2 separate regions of the Mus musculus genome follow, and region 2 is linked to region 1. A link is a contact called in public promoter capture Hi-C data. All regions are on one chromosome and are shown on one strand. The core of a region is the stretch at or near the end of the contact, and the rest is flanking DNA. Distances in the headings are between cores, read along the strand shown. Region 1 overlaps Kmt2c (lysine (K)-specific methyltransferase 2C). Region 2 holds the start of Xrcc2 (X-ray repair complementing defective repair in Chinese hamster cells 2).

The links. Promoter capture Hi-C pulls out the DNA fragments that hold promoters and counts their contacts.
Region 2: a contact with region 1 is called in a promoter capture Hi-C map of embryonic stem cells, with 2.5 times the contacts expected there. The contact joins the promoter of Xrcc2 here to the enhancer-like site in region 1. A contact is called at or near these places in 2 of 39 promoter capture datasets (the C10 cell line and embryonic stem cells), 1 of 484 Hi-C or Micro-C datasets (nephron progenitors), 4 of 115 datasets of contacts at active chromatin or transcription factors (embryonic stem cells, large pre-B cells and stem cell-derived neural progenitor cells) and 1 of 9 other capture datasets (adipose tissue).

Annotation. Positions count from the first base shown.
Region 1 is chr5:25,273,131-25,279,795 of GRCm38.p6, reverse strand. It overlaps Kmt2c (lysine (K)-specific methyltransferase 2C), which reads left to right. Exons shown (of 59, transcript NM_001081383.2): 56 at 3,540-3,656; 57 at 3,823-3,896; 58 at 4,060-4,168; 59 at 6,038-6,665. The coding sequence ends at 6,130. Among named protein-coding and RNA genes, the nearest start is that of Galnt11, 54 kb to the right of the region's middle. Within about 2 kb of position 3,940, at least 10 of the 459 cell types and tissues checked have an H3K27ac peak or open chromatin away from gene starts, as enhancers often do. A contact at or near this core is called in embryonic stem cells, where this site is marked.
Region 2 is chr5:25,702,653-25,709,317 of GRCm38.p6, reverse strand. It overlaps Xrcc2 (X-ray repair complementing defective repair in Chinese hamster cells 2), which reads left to right and starts at 3,521. Exons shown (of 3, transcript NM_020570.2): 1 at 3,521-3,640. The coding sequence starts at 3,602.

The sequences.
Region 1 (6,665 bases), core at 2,691-5,190:
ATAGGAGGTGGGATAATGGCAGGAAGGCAGAGGATTCTGGCAAGTAGTGAGTGAATAAAAGGAGATGCAGGGAGAGATTACAAAGAGATTGGAGTGAGATGCTGGGGGAAACATTGAGGAAGAAGCAGGCTGGGACTGAGGAGAGGTAACGACCCATGTGGTAGACATAGAATAGTTTGAATGGGTTAAAGAAGCTACAAGCTAGTTGGGGAATGAGCTAAGCTTGTGGGCAAGGTATTTATTAATAGGTAGTCTCAGAGTCAACATCCTGGGAGCAGGGGCTGGAAGGAAAAAATGTTCTGAGGTTGACAGACCAGGAGCCTGCCCACCTCCAGAGACCCAGCTCTGAAGGAGTTCAGCCAGTGTCATGACCTAGGTGGACAGCTGCCTTCTTTATGGTTTCCTTGTTTTGCTCTTCTGAAATGTCTTCTACTTTACCTGGATGATCTTTCTTATACATTTTAACAACCAGTTACAAGCCCTTCGCTCTTGATCACTTTGTTTCGTCTTGTTTCACAGCCTTTTTCTCTGAGGTGACCCTCTGTCAGATTCTGTGGACATGTTAGGGCCCTGTCTCTGCTACTTCCAGTTGCTTCTCTCCTCACTTGCCTTTTAGATATTAGAGCTTGCTCATTCTGTGCCTGTTTCCACTCATGAGGAATGCTTTTAGTGGGATCTTGACTATGTCTTCAGCTTATAATTAACCTCAATCATTATTTTTAAAGAGTTATTTATTTTATGTATATGAGTACACTGTAGCTGTACTGATGGTTGTGAGCTATACCATGTGGTTGCTAGGAATTGAACTCAAGACCTCTGCTCGCTCCGGCCCCGCTCACTCCGGCCCAAAGATTTATTTATTATTATGTGTAAGTACACTGTTGCTGTTTTCAGACACACCAGAAGAGGACATCAGATCTCATTATGGATGGTTGTGAGCCTCCATGTGGTTGCTGGGATTTGAACTCGGGACCTTTGGAAGAACAGTCAGTGTTCTTAACCACTGAGCCATTTTTTAATTGTTGTTACTGTACATACATACACATGCACATGCGTAGGTGGAGGACAGTTCCAGGAGGCAGTGTTCTCCTTGCCATGCGTGTTTGCCCTCAGGCTGCCAGGCTTTTGCAGTGAGCATTGTCTTCACTGACACTCCTGAGTGGTCTTTGAGAGTTTCGGCTTTCTGTCATGTCCTCTCACCATTCCTGTCTTCAGTGATTGTGGTAATGGTGGTAGTTTTTATATCTTAGGGACACATGCATGGACACATTTATGAAAATAGAATCATATTATCTATGCTCACTTTCCCCCAGGAACACAGAGCTCGCATTACCTGAGTCTCCCATCACATTCTCAGTACGTTGTGTGATGCTTCACAGTGATGAAGTGCAATCCCATCGTTGCACGGCCATTGGCGGTCTCACAGCAGATGCCGTGCCATCAGTGTCCCATAGGAATAGTCTTGTATCCATCCTGATAGTTGTAGTTTTATGGAGCATAATCGAAAAAGTAAAGCTTCTATCTAAAACTATATTTACTTTTTCTTTTAATAACATATTTTCCCAAAAGGCCGTAATTGCTGGCTTCCTCCTGAAGTCTGGGACTCTATTCTGGTTTTCTCTTGTGTAGGAGGTGTTCTCACCTTTTTACAGTTGTCAGCTTCGTAGGTATACTCTGACACTGAGATCTTTCTCAAAGAATATATTCTCGTTTATATTTATGTCTGCATGTGAATATGCACCCTGTGTGAAAATGCATGTCCACAGAGGCCAAAAGAGAGCATTGGGTCCCTGGAGCTGAGTCAAAGGCTTTGTAAGCTGCTGTATGCTTTGTAAGCTGACTGAACTCAGTTCCCCTGGAACAGAAAGAAGCAGTTTAACCACAGAGCCATCTCTCCAGCCTCTGACACTGACTGCTGGTGAAGCTGTCTTCTCATGACTGGCCTTTGGACTTGCCTTTTTGAAAATTATATGTTTTATGACCTTTGTCCATATTTCAGTTTGTACTAGCTTGCAGGGTTAGGTGTCTTCCAGTATGAAACATGCCCATCAGAACTCCAGTATCTTTTTTTCTTACAAAGTTTTTTTTGTTTTTTTTTTTTTTGGCTTTTTTGTTTGGTTGGATTTATATAGACAAGCATACAAGTTTGTATCATTTCTGTATACACACTTAGGTTGTGTTCTTCTAGTATTTTATCTATACAATGAACTTCCATTTTTTTAACTTTATTTTATTATACAGCCAATAATTGTAATGCTATTTTGCATACAATATCCTTTGCAGCCATTGCTATTACCATGCCATAGGTTCTCAGACACAGTTTGGAGTGCTTGTTACGCTGGCCCAGATGGCACTGATGTGCACTCACATTGTTTTTATGTTCTGATTTGTTCACATCTGAGTCACACCTGGAACCAGCAAACATGCCGGCACAGTTGACTTACTATGCGCTCTAGTGAGAAGCCTCTGGCAGATTCCATGAGTGGAGGACTTGATTTTCATCCCTCCTTTTCACCATAGTTTCTTCCCTGGTCAGAATTGAAAGCACAAACCCAGATTAGGGCAATAAAATGCAGATTATCTGTGAACATTGTATTTATTTGCTTTTTTAAAAGTATTTCCCCACATCTGTGTTTACTGCCACCTCTAAGATAGTATAGATTTACCAGGCACTGGTGTGGACAGTCTAAGCTGCCAAATAAGGCTTCAGTGTGTTCAACTGAACAGGTTTTTTGTCATCCCAGCCATTCAGGAGGCTGAGGCAGAAGGATCACAAATTTAAGGACTGCCTGAACAACTTAGTGAGATCTTATTTCAAAACATTTAAAAAGAGCTGGGAATGTATCCTGTACATTTCTCTCACCTCAGAATTTTTTTATTGGGAAGAACTTCAAAAACTGAATTGTTCCCACCTTTCCTGATACTAGAACAAAGTAATGTTTTCTGTTTTGCTGTATTCTGCTATTTCTAGGAAACTCAGTCAAATCTGAAACAACTTTGTAGTAGTCATACTCCTTATAGTTCCTCTCCCTCTTCCTATTGTATTGGATGCTTACTGTGTGGGGCTTGGTGGTAATTGAGCAGGCATAGTGGAGAGTGCAGCTGCCCACCCGAGCCACATAGCACTTGTAGAGATTGTCTTAATCCACTTACTGTTGCTGGTGTAGGGAGTCGCTAGTGGGCAGCTTAGCTTGCTGTGCTGGTGGGAGGGATGATCAGTGCTAAGGGCCGCCTGTAATGAGGTCCTTCCTGTGGTGTCTTTCCAGAGTGAAGGGAAGGACATCCAAGTTGCAGTCATCCAAGGACAGTTAACACTTACACTGTCATCGCAGTAAGCCAGGCCGAAAGACAGTGTAGAAAAGGACACGGGAACAGTGTAATGTGCTAAAGCTGAAAGGAGCTGTGTTGTTAGGGTTTTTAACTAAACCTTAAATATGGCTTTTCATAAGACTGCAAGGGCAGTGCATTTTGATGAAGAGACTAAAGGTCTGTCGGGGATATTGCAATGTTTACTTACAATCCTTTTTCCTTCCACTTAGGGACTGGGCCTGTATGCTGCTAGAGACATTGAAAAACACACTATGGTCATCGAGTACATTGGAACAATTATTCGAAATGAGGTTGCAAACCGGAAGGAGAAGCTTTATGAGTCTCAGGTACTGTATAAACTGAGCACAGGCAGCCAGTGGGACACACCGCAAATGCATCAGCTGTGTCTGGTAGGGTGCCCAGGAATGTGACCAGGGTGCTCCCAGCACAGACTGAACGTGAGGGGAAGTCATTCAGACCACACCGATGACTGACTACCTGCCTTCTCTTTAGAACCGGGGTGTGTACATGTTCCGCATGGACAATGACCACGTGATTGACGCCACACTCACAGGAGGGCCTGCAAGGTGAGGCAGGAAGGAGACTGTGGCCCAGAGGGCTTTGCTCGGGGAGGGGCAGCGGAGCTTTATACTTGCTTTGTTAACGCATCCAGAGAAGCAGCCATAGTTTCCTCTGTACAGGGGAAGCTCTTCATTGTTTTCACACTGAGTTTTCTGATGTGTCCCACAGATACATCAACCACTCCTGTGCCCCTAACTGTGTGGCTGAAGTCGTGACCTTTGAGAGAGGACACAAGATTATCATCAGCTCCAACCGGAGGATACAGAAAGGAGAAGAGGTAAGTAGGGGAAGGGCTTGCTGAGATCTGTACCAGGGTGTGGCAGTTCCTGACTGCGGCTTCCATCACATCACTCTTAGAGTCTCAGCCTCAACCCAGGGCTTTGCCGTCTGTTTATCTTACTTCAGACATTCAAATGCCGGCTTCTTCCTTGTAGTAGATCATAAAGCCACATGAAACCCACCATATAGTACCAAGTAGCTTAGCATCCTCCTTTCTTTGTCCCTTAATCTGGACAGTCTGATAAGCTCCTTTCAAGATGGTTCCTGTCAAAGTTCTGGCAATCACAGGGACTTGATATATTCACATGATATATTATTGCAAGGACTGTAGGCACAAATTTGGGGAGCTATATGTTCCTGCTCATATGCACACTTAGAAAATTTCACATCATTCATATATATATATAGTATGTTTTTGTTTTGTCTTTAAAATGTTTTATGTAGGACGAGACATTTGTTTCTTAGTATCTCACAGAGATGACTTTGGTCTAGCTCTTCAGGTTATTATCCTTAATTGTCCTATTTACGTGTCCCAGCTCTGGCTTTCACACATGGCATCAGCACCTTGAATGTAGTGCTCTAAATCTGGAGTTAGTGTCCAATACAAAGCTCTTGGGAAGTCTGCTGTGTCAGGAAGCCTGGATGTGCCCACTGTGATGAAGCTCTAGTCTTGTGTAGACAGTGTGAGACCACATCTATTTACTTGGTCTTTGTAGAACTTACCTTTAAAATTAAGAACATCCTTATGTGACTAGGACAGGGCCTGCCGAGCAGCCTAGTATCTCCCCTGAGTGTCATCTTGTATGCATCCTCTAGAGTTGCCAATCCTGTTATTACTCAGCAAACACCTAACAGAAGGCAGTGCATTCTTTTCCCAATGCAGCTGCTCCACAGTGGCTGCAAGTTTTTTGCTCCCTGTGCAGTCTTCCAGATAGTGGCTGATGTTTGAGTTGGAAAGACCCAGAGATTGACTGTTTGCCCTCCCTTGGCTTTATGGGGTCGAGGGAACAGGGTGTAAAGCTTACTTGGAGGGAGTCATGCTGCTTTCCAGCCACCCAGTTGGGTGGCCTGGAGTTTGAGTAAGAATTCTACAGCCATTGAATGCTGATCCAAACAGCTTTTTCTCTAAGGGGAACACTAGCTTACCCTGAGCCATGGTTAAAAACCAGATTCAGGACACCCTGAACTCCATCGTGTTCCACTGAGTTTAAGATGGGATTGACTTTTGCCACCACAGGACCAAAGAAAGTCCTCAATTTGTGCATTAATTGGTGAGACATGAGGTATCGGTAGGTTCTAGATGCTGTCTAAAGACAGGTTTGGGATTGGTGGAGGTAAACATTAACAATGTAAACTCTATGTTATAGTCACAAAGATGTTAGGCCAAGTACAGATGTTGGTAGTAAAAACAATGACGGGGATTTGGACATAGCCCCAATCACTTTTATGGTAGATTTGCAGTGTTCTATCTCTCTATGGTGACAAATTCTAGTTAGCTATAGGATCTTTGAATAGAGGCAGGTTCTTCAGAGGAAAAGGTGGACAAGGGGAAAGCCATGATGTTGACAAGGGCAGGTTCATCTCTGTCCAAACCAAGGAGCCATCTACGGTTTGAGGGAGTACTGGTCCTCATCTTACCCAAAGTGGTGGAGAGGACACTATGAGAAGTCAGAGGCTCGGCACACCAGATCACCACCCCACAACAGTAGTTTCACTTGCCTCTGGGATACCCCACCGCCTCAAGGTTCTATGGGACCTAAACAAACTCAGTGTTGCTTTGGCTTGTGTCTGTTTTGCTTGCTGGTTTTGAAATAGAGGATAGAACGGGGCACTGCCCTGTCTCACACTGTCTGTTTGCCATGGGCAGCTCTGCTATGATTATAAGTTTGACTTTGAAGATGACCAGCACAAGATTCCGTGTCACTGTGGAGCGGTGAACTGCCGGAAGTGGATGAACTGAATGCATTCCTTGCTATCTCACCGGGTGGCTCGTCCCTAGGAAGAGGCGATTCAACACTTCATTGGATTTTGCAGACAGAAAGATATTTTTGTTTTCTGACTTTTTAAGAAACAGCTTCTGGGAGCTCTGATTCCTCAGCCTTGTCTGAAGGATGCTCAGCACAGAGGAGCCGGCTAGGCTGCCTTGCTGCACACTGAGGTCAGCAGAGTCACAGAATGGTCCAGCACTTTTTTTTTCTTTTTTCTTTCTTCTTTCCTTCCTTTTGTTTCCTTGTGGGTGGGTTTTGTTTTGTTATGTTTTGTTAGTCTCACTAAGGAGAAACTTTTACTGGGGCAAAGAGCCGGTGGCTGCCCTGCCCCAGGGTGGGGGCCTTCCTATGAATGTAAGACTGAAATCACCAGCGAAGGGGGCTGTCCAGAGTGCTGGCCACGCCTTACTGACAGGGGCAGGCCCTCAGTTTAACTAAAGTGGACACCACTGATCAAGGAATGTACTGAGATGACTTCCTTAGGGATAGAGCTAAGGGATAATAACT
Region 2 (6,665 bases), core at 2,272-4,771, 430 kb before region 1:
TAATTTCTGAAAGCTGTGTCCCTGCACTTCCTGCAGAGTTGGGTAATATTTATTCTTTCTCAGGTCTCTGATGGGTTTAAGACTAGATAGTCAGCCGGGCGTGGTGGCACATGCCTTTAATCCCAGCACTTGGGAGGCAGAGGCAGGCAGATTTTTGAGTTCAAGACCAGCCTGGTCTACAGAGTGAGTTCCAGGACAGCCAGGACTACACAGAGAAACCCTGTCTCAAAAAAACAAAAACAAACAAAACAAAACAAACAAAAAGATAGTCATAGTCTTACTATAAGCTTAAATCATTTAGGATTTAAGATGTTTTAGGTGTAAGAAGATGTTTTTAGGTTAATAACACAAGTTAGGATACAAAATTATTTAGATACAGAACTCTGAATTCACTGAGATAGAACACTTTGAGTTGCCATATACTATGGACTGGACAATGTAAATATATATCAAACCTTCTAATTTCCATAACTGTTTAATAATTGTTATAATTTCATTCAATTTATATTTTAAGGAAAAAGAGCCTTTTATTGGACTCAAAAGGGGAGTTGTACAGAGAATATCTTGTGTATTGTATGGATGCAATGCCTGTCAATTAAAAGCCTATGGCGCCTATGGTTCAGGCAGGAAATGTGATGTAGGATATCCAGGAGAAGAAAGAATTCTGGGATAAAGCCAGGCAGGAGATTTGCTGGAAAGGTATGATGAGACTTAACTTAGCACAGGTAACCAGCCACGTGGCAGAATGTAGGCTAGAATAAATGAGAGATTTTAACTTATATCTAGTCAGAGAAGAGGCTAGCTATATGGCCAAGACATTTGTAAATATGTTTTGAGTCTGAGTCTTATTTCTGGGAGCATGGGGCTAGGAAGAAGAACCAGGGCCTAAGTTCAATAGGCCTAGGTATGAAATTTAAATATTTTGTCAGTGTTTTCTAAATTTTGTGAGAGGAAAAGCCAAATGTGGTGGTGCAACCCTTTGGTCCTAGTACTTGGGAGACAGAAGAATTCAGGCCAGCCCAATTTACAGATTGATTTCCTGGGCAGATAGGGCTACACAGAGAAATCCTGTCTCAAAAAAAAGAAAAAGAAAAAAAAAAAAAGAAAGAAAAAAATTATGAAAGGAAGTTTTTGGTTCAAAGAAATATATACACTGATAACCTTAGAGATTTTTTTCCTAAGGATATTTAGTATTAAATGATTAGCATTAGTATTAAATGATTCCAAATTAATTTACTCAAGTTCATCAGAGCTGATGCAGAGATCATAGAGGGGTGCTGCTTACCAGCTTGTTCCACATAGCTTGCTTAGCCTGTTTTCTTATAGAACTCAAAACCACTAACCTAAGGATGGCCTCACCTACGATGGGCTGAGCCCCCCTCCATCAATCACTAATTAAGAAATTCCCTAGCTGCTGGTGGTAGTGGTGGTACACACCTTTAATCACAGCAGTTGGGAGGTAGAGACAGGCAAATCTATGAGTTTGAGGTCAGCCTGGTCTACATGAGTTTCAGGACAGCAGGCCTACACAGAGAAACCCTGTCTTTAGAAAAAAAAAAACAACAGGATGAGAGAGAGAGAGAGAGAGAGAGAGAGAGAGAGAGAGAGAGAAAACAGTCAAATCTTATGGAGGCACCAACTTTCAAAACATTCTAGTTATGGCAAGATGACATAAACTAGCCACCACAGATAATTCTTCAAGAATATGACAAGAGACAGAGAAATGACACAGAGCCAACCTCACACCTTTTCATAAGAAAACAACCTACAAATCTGTTGGAAAGGGAATTTTCAGGAAAGTTCCAGCAACTGACCTAGTAAGTTGTAAACTCCATTCAGGCATGTCTACTGTGACACGCTCCTAGAAAAGTTCAAATCTGATGCGTGGTAGTATGTCTTGTACAGACATTCATGTGTACTGTACACATAAGATTTGTACTCAGAGATGTACAGAGTATAAATATTCTATCTATCTAATCAGTGGGCGTTTGACAGGCAACAGTTAAGAAAACTATTCTCCTCTCCACTCCTTCCTCCACCCAAGATCTTAACACAATGGGCCAGGGAATATAATTCATCTGCAAGAGTGCTTAACTAGCATGCACTAAAGTGCCAATGCCTAGAATCTCATAGGAGTGCTGCTGGCCTGTATTTCTAGAACTTGAGAAAAACAAACAAAAGAAAATAACTATCTCTTGTGAGGCTATGCCAGTGTCCGGCAAATACAGAAGTGGATGCTCACAGTCATCTATCAGATGGAACACAGGGCCCCTAATGAAGGAGCTAGAGGAAGTACCCAAGGAGCTAAAGGGGTCTGCAACCCTATAGGAGGAACAACAATATGAACTAACCAGTACCCCTCCCCCAGAGCTGTGTCTCTAGCTGCATATGTAGCAGAGGATGGCCTAGTCGGCCATCAATGGAAGGAGAGACCCTGGTCTTGCAAAGATCATATGCCCCAGTACAGGGGAATGCCAGGGCCAGACAATGGGAGTGGGTGAGTTGGGAAGCAGGGCGAGGGGAGGGTATAGGGGACTTTGGGGATAGCATTTGAAATGTAAATAAAGAAAATATCTAAGAAAGAATGAAAGAAAGAAAGAAAGAAAGAAAGAAAAGAGAGAAAAGAGAGAAAAGAAAGGAGGAAAGAAAGAGAGAGAGAGAGAAAGAAAGAAAACAAACAAAAGGCAAACAACAAACCTAACCAAACCAAGAGCTTGAAAACTTCACAGGCTCAGTGTATTTCCACAGTTCTTTTCAATTCAATATACATTTTTCTCTTCCCACCCCAGTTATCTATAAATACCACAGCCAGTCATAGGCTTTTGCCTCAAGAAAGGACAAGAAGAGCGAGCTTGCTCAGTAACGGTGTTACTTCTCCTGTTAATCTGGTTATGCTGTTCTGCCCAGAGTAGTCTCCTGGGCTCGAACTATTATCTGGCTTCAGCCTCAGGAGTTGTTGGGACCACTGACACACCAAAAGCCCAAATCAGTAAACTTTTGTCCTAGTACCTTTGAGACACAATCTCATACTACAGCCCAAACTATAGCCTGATCCGACTCTTGGTGATTCTCTGCCTCAGCCTCCCGAGTGCTAGGATCACAGGCATACACAACCGTGGCAGGAAGATGTACTTTAAGTTTCTTTAGAACAAGTAAGCACGGGCAGTGGTGGTGATCGCCTTTAATCCCAGCACTCAGGAGGTAGAGGCAGGCAGACTTCTGTGAGTTCGAGGCCAGCCTGGTCTACATAGTGAATTCCAGGACAGCCACGACTACATAGGAAGTTCGTCTCTAAAAAACAAAAACAAAAAACTAAATAAGATTTAGAAATCACGTACATGTTAATTTTGCCTGATAAAGACCCGTCGAGATGAGTAACTGAAGATAACATAAGGACCATAAGGACTAAAGGAAACGCAGGAGACTGGCGTCACCAAGAGGGCGCCGCAGCTTTACTGCGCATGCCCTCGGCTTCTCTGGCTCCGAGCCCGCACAGTGCGCACGCGCACACAGGGTCATTGCTTTGACTGGCTGCGTCTTTCGCGCTTTTGCTAAATGGCGTTGCTGGCGGGTAGGTTGAACCCGCGGAGCTGGCCGGGCGATGTGTAGCGACTTTCGCAGAGCGGAATCCGGGACAGAGGTGAGAGCCGCGGGGCGACGGGAGGGCCGCGCACTACAGGGGGAGGTCGCCGAGCGGCGCCCAGGGCCACCGTGGGGCGGCGCGACAGCCGCCAGTGAACCGGTCAGGGATGGCGAGCCGTGCAGCAGGAGCTGGGGAAGGGAGGACCACCAGTTGAGGCATCAGTAGACGTTTTCTAAATTTAGGTAGCTTGCTTCACCTCTAACTAACCTGTTTGTGGCATCCGGCCTTCTGTATCCCAGAATACCCCTGTCGTCTATCTCTCCAGAGCCACGCAAGCCATTTCACTCAGGAACCGTTAAACGTTAACGTGTGTTACTTGTTCGAGTACTGTCAGCCAAGAGTTGGGAATAAGAAGCAACAACAACAAAATTAATCAACAGGCATGGTGGTACACGCCTTTAATCCTAGCACTAAAGAGGCGGAGGCAGGCAGATCTCTATGAGTTTGAAGTTAGCCTTTATATAGGTAGGTCCAGGCCAGTCAGGGCTCTATAGTGAGACCCTCTCTCACAAAACAAAATGTAATAATCGAAGCTTCTGTAAAATATACAGCATATGGTAAAAGCATGCCTCTCCAAAAGAGGGTAAGACAAATTGTAGGAGGAGCTAACTTAAATGTATTCAGAGGGGATCCAGGTAGCTCACGCTGGCCTTGAGCTTGCCGTGCAGCTGAGTATAACCTTGTCCTAGTTATTTATTTGTAGAAATTATGTAAATGAATGTGTGTCTGTGGGTTGGTATGTACCCATGTGTGTAGATGAATTTGGAGGCCAGAGGAAAAGGTGTCAGATGATCAGGAGCCGGGGTTATTAGCAATTGAGTTATCTGAGCCAAACTCATGTTCTCTGTAAGAGCAAAACCCATTCTTAACTGAAATCCATCTCTCTGGCCCCTAACCTTCGACTTCTGACCGTCCTGCCTCCGGAATGCTAGGATTACAAGTGTGTGCTACAGTGCCCTGTTATCCACTGCCAAGGATGGAATCCAGGCTTTCATGATTCCTAGGCATGGGATCTGCCACCAGAGCTACCGTTCCCAGCCCCTGAACTGGCACTGTAAGGACTGTTCAGTGGTTTGCTGCTGAGGAGGGAGCAGCTCAGGTATGGTCTGAACTTAGCAAGGGCAGCAGTTCCAACCTGTGGGTCACTGCCCCTTTCGCAGTCCTCTATCTCAAAAAATATTTACATTACAATTCATAACAGTAATAAAATGACAGTTAGGAAGTAGCTTCAAAAATAATTGTATGGTTGGGAGTCATTGCAGCAGGAGGAACTGTGCTACGGGGTTGAAGCGTTAAGAAGGTTGCTTTAGGGGAACAGCCAGTGGTTCTGTAGAGTCGGAACAAAGACAATGTTGGGAAGCGAGCTTTAAGAAATAGGTGGAGTACGCATCTCCCTGTGTAAACCCAGCCTGACGGACACACACGCACACACACACACACACACACACACACACATGCACACACACCACACACACACACACACACCACACACCACACACACACCACACACACTCACCACACACACACACACACACACACACATACACCACACACACACACCACACACACTCACCACACACACACACACACACATACACCACACACATACACACACCACACACACTCACCACACACGCACACATACACCATACACACACACACACCACACACACACACACTCACCACACACGCACACATACACCATACACACACACACACACACACACATACACTCACCACACGCACACACACACATGCACACACACACACACCACACACACACACACCACACACTCACCACACACACACACACACACACCACAATACTGTTTCTCACTTCCCTCCCAGGTCACCCACCAGGCTTTTCTCTAAATGCACTGAACATGGCAACTTCATAATACACAATAAATATTGATAACGGTGTCTGGTTTTCACTGGGAAAAAAGAAGCTACAGAGCTGCCTCTTTGTCATAGACAGATATTAAGTAAGACAAAATAGCATTTATTTAAAAATAATTAGTTTTGTGTAATCACAGACTTACAAACTTTTCTATTTATATAAATTGTTGCCTTGTACATATGTGTATACGTCGTACATGCCTGGGCCCATAGAACCCAGACGATCATCAGATTCCCTGGAAATGAGTTACAGTTCTCAGTTGCCATGTCAGTAGTAAGACTTGAACCTTAACCCTCTGCAAGAGCCATTGCTCCAGCCCCTGAAATACATTATTTTGTTTTTGTTATTTTTTGTTTTCAAGGCAGGTTTTTTCTGTATACTCCTGGCTGTCTTGGAAGTCACTCCATAGACCAGGCTGACTGACCTCAAACTCACAGAGATCCACCTGCCTCTGCCTCTTGAGTACTGGGATTAAAGGTATGCACTATGACTGCCTGTCTTGAAAACACTTTTTTTTTTTTTCTAATGAAGAGGAAAGGATTTTGCTATGCTTCTCCCATGACCATTTCCTTTTGCACTTCTTTTTGTTGTTTTTGTTTTATTGAGGCAGGGTCTCATAGATGAGGCTGGCCTTGAACTCATGATGCCTCTTTCTCCTCAGTACTAGAGTTACAGGAAGAACCACCACGTTTTGGTTTCTGCATTTCGTTCTCCTGGTCTTTTCCACCAGAATCACAGCTTAAAACAAGATAAAAGCAAAACCAAGATGTTACCCTGTGGTGCCCCGCCCTCTCCTGCATTTCTTTGCCTGTTAGAGTGGTCTGTGCCCTTAGAGTGCTCTGCTTCCTTAGCTCCAGCCATGGAATCTGCCATCAGCTCTGCCAGCAACCTTTATACTGCTGAACACAGGAGACTATTCTTGCTCTTAAAATACCCATTAGAAGACCTCTGTCCAGGCCAGTGCTACATGTCTGAAATCCGGGCATGGGAGGCCAGCCTATATTACATATTGAGTTCCAGGACACCTTAGGTTTATAGTACAAACCGTTATGATAGTGGGAGCATGTACAAATGAACGTTGCTTCCTTAGGGAAAGCTGGAAGATCAGGATGGTTTATCTGA